2 separate regions of the Zea mays genome follow, and region 1 is linked to region 2. The links are chromatin contacts, called in public Hi-C maps. All regions are on one chromosome and are shown on one strand. The core of a region is the stretch at or near the end of the contact, and the rest is flanking DNA. Distances in the headings are between cores, read along the strand shown. Region 1 has its middle 73 kb from the start of LOC100382180. Region 2 overlaps LOC100274308 (putative RING zinc finger domain superfamily protein).

Region 1 (3,400 bases), core at 447-2,946, 190 kb before region 2:
GTGGAAAGCGCAAAGCCCCTACCTGGCGTGCCAACTGTCGGTATTTTGAACCTCGCTTTATTAAGTAAATTTATTATGCGTGTTTCGGGCTCCGGACGGTGTGCGCAGTAGGCACGAGATTTATACTGGTTCGTGTAGGATGTCTCTACTTCCAGTCCTCGATGGCTTGCGCTACCTGCACCATTGATGATCAAAGCTCATAGTAGGGGTTACAAGCAGGCGAGAGAGGGAGGAGAGGCTCTTAAGTCTCTTATTCATGGTGGAGGTCGTTACACGGTGGAGTCCTAGCTAAATCTTGGCTTGGCGGCGGGGCTCCGGCCTCTGGGTCCCCCTCCTGTTCGTCGGTCCTTCTAAGCGTGTTCTCGTCTAGGTCCGTCCTTGTGGGTGGATCTGAAAGAAAAGAATCAACCCCTAACCTAGGGGCCAAGCCCTCCCTTTTATAGCCTGAGAGAGGGGTCGGTTAGCGGTGGCTTCCCCAAGGAGCCATCAGGCAAGGGTAAAACCAAGTGTTCTACCCGAGGCAAAGCCACATGTGCTCGTGGGCCCAGGGTCGCCTGACTGTCTTTTATTCTTTCTGGCGGATGATGCAGGAAGTGTGGGTCCAAGCGCCATCATTTGGGCTATGGCGACCCCAGGTCTTCGTAGCATGGGGCTCAGCGCGGCTCGTCGTGTTGTGCCCTGCTAGCGACCTGTGCACTCTGGCCTAGTCCCGATAGGTCATGAGCGCGTCATAGGCTGAGGGGCGCGCAGGTTATAAATGTGTTGTAGTCCGTAGGTCATAAGAGGGAGGCAGACCAACGCCTCTGCTGTAGCTCGACGCCAGACACCGTTTAATGCAGCTAGTCATTTATGACGGGTCGGTCTTGGGCTAGACGCGGGATCCTCGAGTGGATTCCTTTCGGCACGCCCCGTCCTCTGTCAAGTTCTGCCACGCCTAAACCGGGCTCAATGCTCACTGACCGATGGACTCTAGAGACCGAGGATCGTATCCCCGACACAAGGTAAAATTGTCTTGTGCCAAGATTTTTTTATTTTCTTATATTTATCTTTTATGTTTGTTTCGGTCCTTTATTATTATTATTCATAGGCCTTAGGGGGTGTTTGGTTTTAGAGACTAATTTTTAGTCCCTCCAATTTATTCCACTTTAGTCACTAAATTGTCAAATATGAAAACTAAAATAGAGTTATAGTTTCCATATTTTGCAATTTATATACTAAAGTGGAATAAAATGGAGGGACTAAAAATTAGTCCCTAGTAACCAAACACTACCTTAGTGTGTGTGGCATTACTGAAAACTGATCCACATGTCACTTTGAAGTTGAAAACTACAATTTCCACGAGATTTCAAGATTTTGCTTGCACATTTGCTGCATATAGGTACACGGATAGCGGCACGCGTCAAGTCGTGTTCAGGCAGGCACACGTGCGAGCTGATACTTGAGTGCAGCCGAGCTCTCACTGACAGAGCCACTCTGCATGCACACGCAGAGGAATCTTGATGGGCTCTTTTTTTGTTTTTGTTTTTGTTTTTGTTTTTGTTTTTGTGTGCGTATGGTATGGGCATGGATGAGCTATATAGCCATATGCATGCCTGTTATGAGATCGAGAGGGAGCTGCTTCTCGTACGCTAGCTGTCGACGAGGCATGATACATGCTTGGCCGGGGTCCATATACAAACTACTACGTACTATGCGACGTGCCGCTTTTACGCGATGAATGAGTACTATTATGCTACAATGAGCTACGCGCCACGCGGATGCATATGTACTAGCTGATTGCAATTCTCTTCTCAACAGAGGATTGGCCACCTGACCTGATCTGACACATGAGAAAAGCGACCTGACGTGGACAGGAAATTAGAATTCTTCCACAATGGGATTTGAAGAAAAAAAATGATGTATACGCCGCATTGTTTTGTACTTTGGCCGAGCTCTTTTTGCACATTATATTTTGAGGACTTTAAAGAATGAACTAACAGCAAAGTCGTGGATCGCATCATGCAGAACCTATAATTTTTAGGTTTTCCCCCATTCGAGTCGATATAAAAAGGTTACAGTTTTTTATAAGTCATAATCTATGATGCTATTTGGTTGACAAAATGTAACGTAAATAACAATAATAATGATTCACACTACTCGAGTACTAGTGGTAATAAATTTGAATATAATGTGCCAGTATTTCTAGTGTAATATCCGATTACGATGGTACTTAAGAAAATATGATTTAGCATTACCAGTTATCTATTACGTTATAAATATAGGAACCAAACAATATCTAGGTATTAGTGCCAACACAGGATACCAGGTGGGACAGACGGAGGCCCATCCTTATCTATTTTCATTTTTACCGGTACTAGTAACTGCTCGCGCCACGCGTGAGTCTTTCATTGATAAATCTACACAGTTAGAAAATCGCTATTATAGATATATAGGAGCAGCAGTATATTTGAGACGGACACATATAGAAGTAAGTGGAAATATACATGCATCAAAGCAACAACAAATTGGTCTTAATGAGCACAAAATAATGACGTTCTGAAGCTACGCAGTTAAAAAAGAATCAAATCAGATTTGTGATATTTATCTTGGGGACTGGTAACAAAGGAATACAACAATATGTATGCACATAAATATATATATACGCAGATACATCATTCAAAGCTGCAGATTGATGATCTTAAATGTAACATAATTAAAACTTATAGTTTTTCTATGTATATTAGATGCATTTGAGGTTAACTTATTATTATCGATAGTTTGAATAGAAAATATATAAATTAAAAAGGTGCATAGCTAAAAAAGTATAAAGGAATATGCTAATTATATTTTTTTCTTAAAAAGGATGAACTATAAAAAAAATAGCTGTGTTATTTACGTGTAGTGGACCGATATGTGTGGAATTAGTAACTAAACAGGTTAACATCAAGATGAGTCGGTGCATAGTCAATTAAGGGCTTGTTCGTTTCGCTGTTAATTTATATAAATTGGATGGTATTGAGTCGGTTTAAATCCATTGCAAGTTAAAATCCATCCTAATTCATTCCAATATACACCAATCCACATGGAATTGAAATAACCGAACAAGGCCTAAAAATGGAAAGAGGGACATACATTAATTAACTATGTCTATTGCGCTGAAAGCAGCATGCAAAATCAGACATAACAGAGATTGTTAATTACGTGGTAATCTATATAAACCAAATTAAAGTTGCGTATGTATAAGATATGCATACGCAGGCAAACAGAACGTACTGAAACTATGAGCCCTTGTTTAAACATTTTTATCTGAATGTGGCAATTGAGCAAATGTATTCTGCAACCTTTTTACATTGTTTTCTCAGTTTCCACATTGTGCCCAAGGCATTGACACTGGACAAACGGGCAAGCTAGTTTGTTATAT
Region 2 (3,659 bases), core at 1,141-3,640:
CAATTAAGCTCTAGTATGATTCTCATAGACGCATGTATGGACTAATAGTAATATGGTCAAGTCAATTCACGATTCCTCATATCTTATTCACTTTGGCTTGACCAATCCTCTTAATCACTTCAACCTCTATTCTGATCATATATATGTAGTGATTTCTCAGGTCTTGTCCATATATATATTTAAACCAATACAGAGACCATATTATATCCATTTGCATTGTCTCATTGGTTATTTAACCTTGTGTTCAATCTTTGTTCACTGATCATTATACACTATTCAGGTATGTTCATCATACTGAATTTCCTGTTCAACACTTAGCAAACTTGTTAGACCTTTAAATATGTTGTTATCCAAATCACCAAAACTCACAAAAGGGGTGAATACACTTTCATAGTGTTTTCCTGTGCCGGGAGTCCTCTCGGTAAACGTGGTTGTTACCGAGAGTAGGACTTTGCCGAGTGTGGCTCTCGACAAAGACTTCTTTGCCAAGTGCCCAATAAAAAGCACTCGGCAAAGCGTCGAGCACTCGACAAAGAGTCAGATTCTGGTAGTGTGTGGGGTGGTACGGCGATGAATCTGTATTGCTGGCTCAATCAGTTTGCTTATTCGAGCTGGGGCACCACAAGTTTTTGCCTATTGACATGTTGATCAGGCAGACATGGCTGAAGAGGATGCAATCCGAAACGGTCTCGGTGCATCAAAATTCTATCAAATATTTATATTATCTGATCACAAGAGCCGATGACTTGCATCGAGCTGAGTCCTTACTTCGGGAACAAAACAACTCATGAAATCAATTGTTTCCTAAATAAGACGACCATAGGATCTTACCCCTCCCCGGGGCAAGATCTGGTTGTCAATCCAAGAGACCTCATCCTCGACTGTCTCTTAATTCTTAGACGACTCTACGTCGTCTGGGGACGTCCCAGGTGACCTGTCGACCCGGAGCACCCTAAGATCTCTCACCAGGGGGCAAGATCTAGATTCCAGCGAGGAAACAGAGGTTATGGTTTCACACATAGGCGTGTAGGGATGAAAACGAGACGAGGAAAATCCTGTACCGTCCTGTTTCGAATACCGTTTTTCCTGTTCGTTTTTTGAATTGTTTGGTAACCCATTAGAAACGGTACGAAACCGATTTAGCTAATATGAGATACATCAAGCGTATTATTTATTTGTTTGTGTATTTTTAATGTCTTAAAAATTAGGCAAAATGCCACTTTATTATGTATTTGTGGAAACTTGAAAATACTTATCTTTCCAACTAAGAGTTTATCGTTTCCGAAGAATCGGCAGGTTCGACCCCACATTTTGACCGTTGTTTTTCGTTTTCAGCCCGTTACAAAAAATATGAAAACAAAACCAATTTAGTCTGCATCAGACTGTGTCTATAGTTAGCTAGCTGTAGGTGTTTCTATGGATCATTAATTAGAACGCTGAAATCAAGAAATGTTATAGCCAAAACCTAGGGTACGTCAGAAGATTCGCTGCATTATTCTTTACAAAAAAAAAGATACAGAGGAGAGGGGGCTATCCGGCTCTCGGCAAGCGCTTCCAAGCGTGGTGTGAATTGTTAGTGGCAAGTCGAGTAATGGTGGTATGGTTGTGTGCGTGCTTTTCTTCTTTAATCAATTTCCATCGATGCATCGGATCACCCCCCGACTTTAATTCCTTTGCATGTATATATAATATACACCCAGTATCGTGGACGACTGGCGGCATGACTTTTGTCACATTCGTACTAGTCTATGCTCCCTCGCGTGACAACGCTTAACCCGAACCAAAACGCACTCTATAGTAGCTAACAACAGGTTTAACGAGTGACACAAAGAACTTTGTTATAATTAAAGAGCGACCATATCTGCTTTATTTACTTGAGAGAGAGAGAGAGAGAGAGAGAGAGAGAGAGAGAGAGAGTTTTAGATTATAATATGTGCAAGTGCATAGCTATGACATGTGGAGGTTTGATCACTAGTGCGTGATGTCGCAATTAGGTATAGGAATCCGTACGCATGCTACGTCAAGGACAACGAATCAACAAATAAATAAAAAGATGGACAAGGAGAGGGCACTACCATGGAGCCAGAATTAACGAGACGGGAAACGTCATTATCTATCTAATTGTTGGCAGACGATATTATCGTTATTTTTTTTGTGTGTGTTAATCATTGCGGGCGATATTTTAGCCCTAATCCACCGGCAGCGTAGATCGAAAGCTTTGGAAGCTCGCTCCAATAATAACGGAGTACGTATGAAACGAAAGAAAAAGGACTGGCAGCAGCATGCAGGACTGATGTGTGATGGCGAGTAGCAATGCAATGGGTGCTGCAGCGAGCAAGCACCCACAGTCCCACACCCACTTCCGTGCTGCAGGCAGGTTTTCCGGGGAGCGCCTCCTGCTACGGCCACGAAAAAGCTTGTGAATTTCGTGTATAGCTGCGCCGTCTGCTTTCCTCAGAGCAACTGCAGCACGAAAGAGGCAACAAAAGGCTGGGGCACCCCCCCCCCCCCCCCTATTGTTTTCTTTCTTTGTTGGAACTCCTGCAGCAGAATGCAATCGCCGTCAGGAGGAATCGGCCCATCAGCATTTTCTGCATCATCATGGGCGCCAGAAACGCCGTCCGCGTGTGAAACTAGCCTGGGGTATTTTCATTCAATTCAACCATCCCCCCCCCCCCCCCCCCCCCCCCGGACCTGCCGACAGAGCGGCGGTTCCGGCACCAGCAGCAATATAATTTCCTTGTCAGGTCCAGCCAGGATCAAACCAAAAAGGGTTCCAAACATGGACGCGCCACACTTCCTGACCATTTTGATGACACACACATACAATGGATGGTGATGACAATGGTGACAGAAACAGTCAAGTCTCACTAGGGCTGGTTGCCTCTTGTCGGGCGACACACGTGGTTCAGCTTCTTGGCGTGGTCAGGCCGATGGTGCTGGGTGCGGCACATGAAACCGTACCAGCAGCTCTCCCTCTCCGCAGCATCACGTGGAAGAAGCTGGAACCAAAAATAAAAACAAACATCACGAATTGCCATTAGCATACCAGTGGAACCTAACAAACAAATGTGTCTGTTATGTGCTGAAGATAATAAGATTCGGCTTAGAATGAAAGCTAACTTTGTTTTTGTTTTTTTTCTTCCTATCAGTGGAGGATACTGGAACCTACTTATAAATAACAAGCACAAAGTCCTCGGCATCTCTTGTAAGAAACATTCGTTATTGAAATCATCATGGTATTCGAAAGCAACAAATAGTTAGGCAGTCAGCACTGGACTTTTTCTTGGCCAGCTCGAATAGTCAATGAAGGATTTTGCCATGAAAGGAACTCATACATCGATCCATGCGTACAACTGTAAAGTTAAACCAAACTCTTAACTCGTATCAACCATGTTGAGTTTGACAGCACAAGCATTTAGACACAAAATTTCACCCAAAAAAAACACTCTAGGAGCACAGGAATGTGACAAAACTAGTTTTGAAACCCAGTTATGTTTCTGAAATTTGTTGCTCGACTAAATATATCGAGTAATATCCCATAAACAATCGCTGTTTCTTTTTTTTTTTTGGGCCAATTGTAATTTTTTTCATGTAATTTGGTAGGCAAGAACTCTTGTTTTTTCTTGGTATATGCATTTAAAAGTTGTCTCCGAAGT

What was found. Hi-C and Micro-C count contacts between places; a contact is called where the count stands out from the background.
Region 1: a contact with region 2 is called in a Hi-C map of tassel, with 4 times the contacts expected there. The contact joins two enhancer-like sites. A contact is called at or near these places in 2 of 25 Hi-C or Micro-C datasets (ear and tassel).

What each region holds. Positions count from the first base shown.
Region 1 is chr4:211,321,722-211,325,121 of Zm-B73-REFERENCE-NAM-5.0, reverse strand. No RefSeq gene overlaps it. Among protein-coding and RNA genes, the nearest start is that of LOC100382180, 73 kb to the right of the region's middle. Within about 2 kb of position 1,696, at least 14 of the 20 cell types and tissues checked have an H3K27ac peak or open chromatin away from gene starts, as enhancers often do. A contact at or near this core is called in ear and tassel, where this site is marked.
Region 2 is chr4:211,134,427-211,138,085 of Zm-B73-REFERENCE-NAM-5.0, reverse strand. LOC100274308 (putative RING zinc finger domain superfamily protein) reads right to left here. Exons shown (of 15, transcript NM_001148671.2): 15 at 2,729-3,002. The coding sequence ends at 2,871. Among protein-coding and RNA genes, the nearest start is that of LOC100274308, 8.4 kb to the right of the region's middle. Within about 2 kb of position 2,390, at least 14 of the 20 cell types and tissues checked have an H3K27ac peak or open chromatin away from gene starts, as enhancers often do. A contact at or near this core is called in ear and tassel, where this site is marked.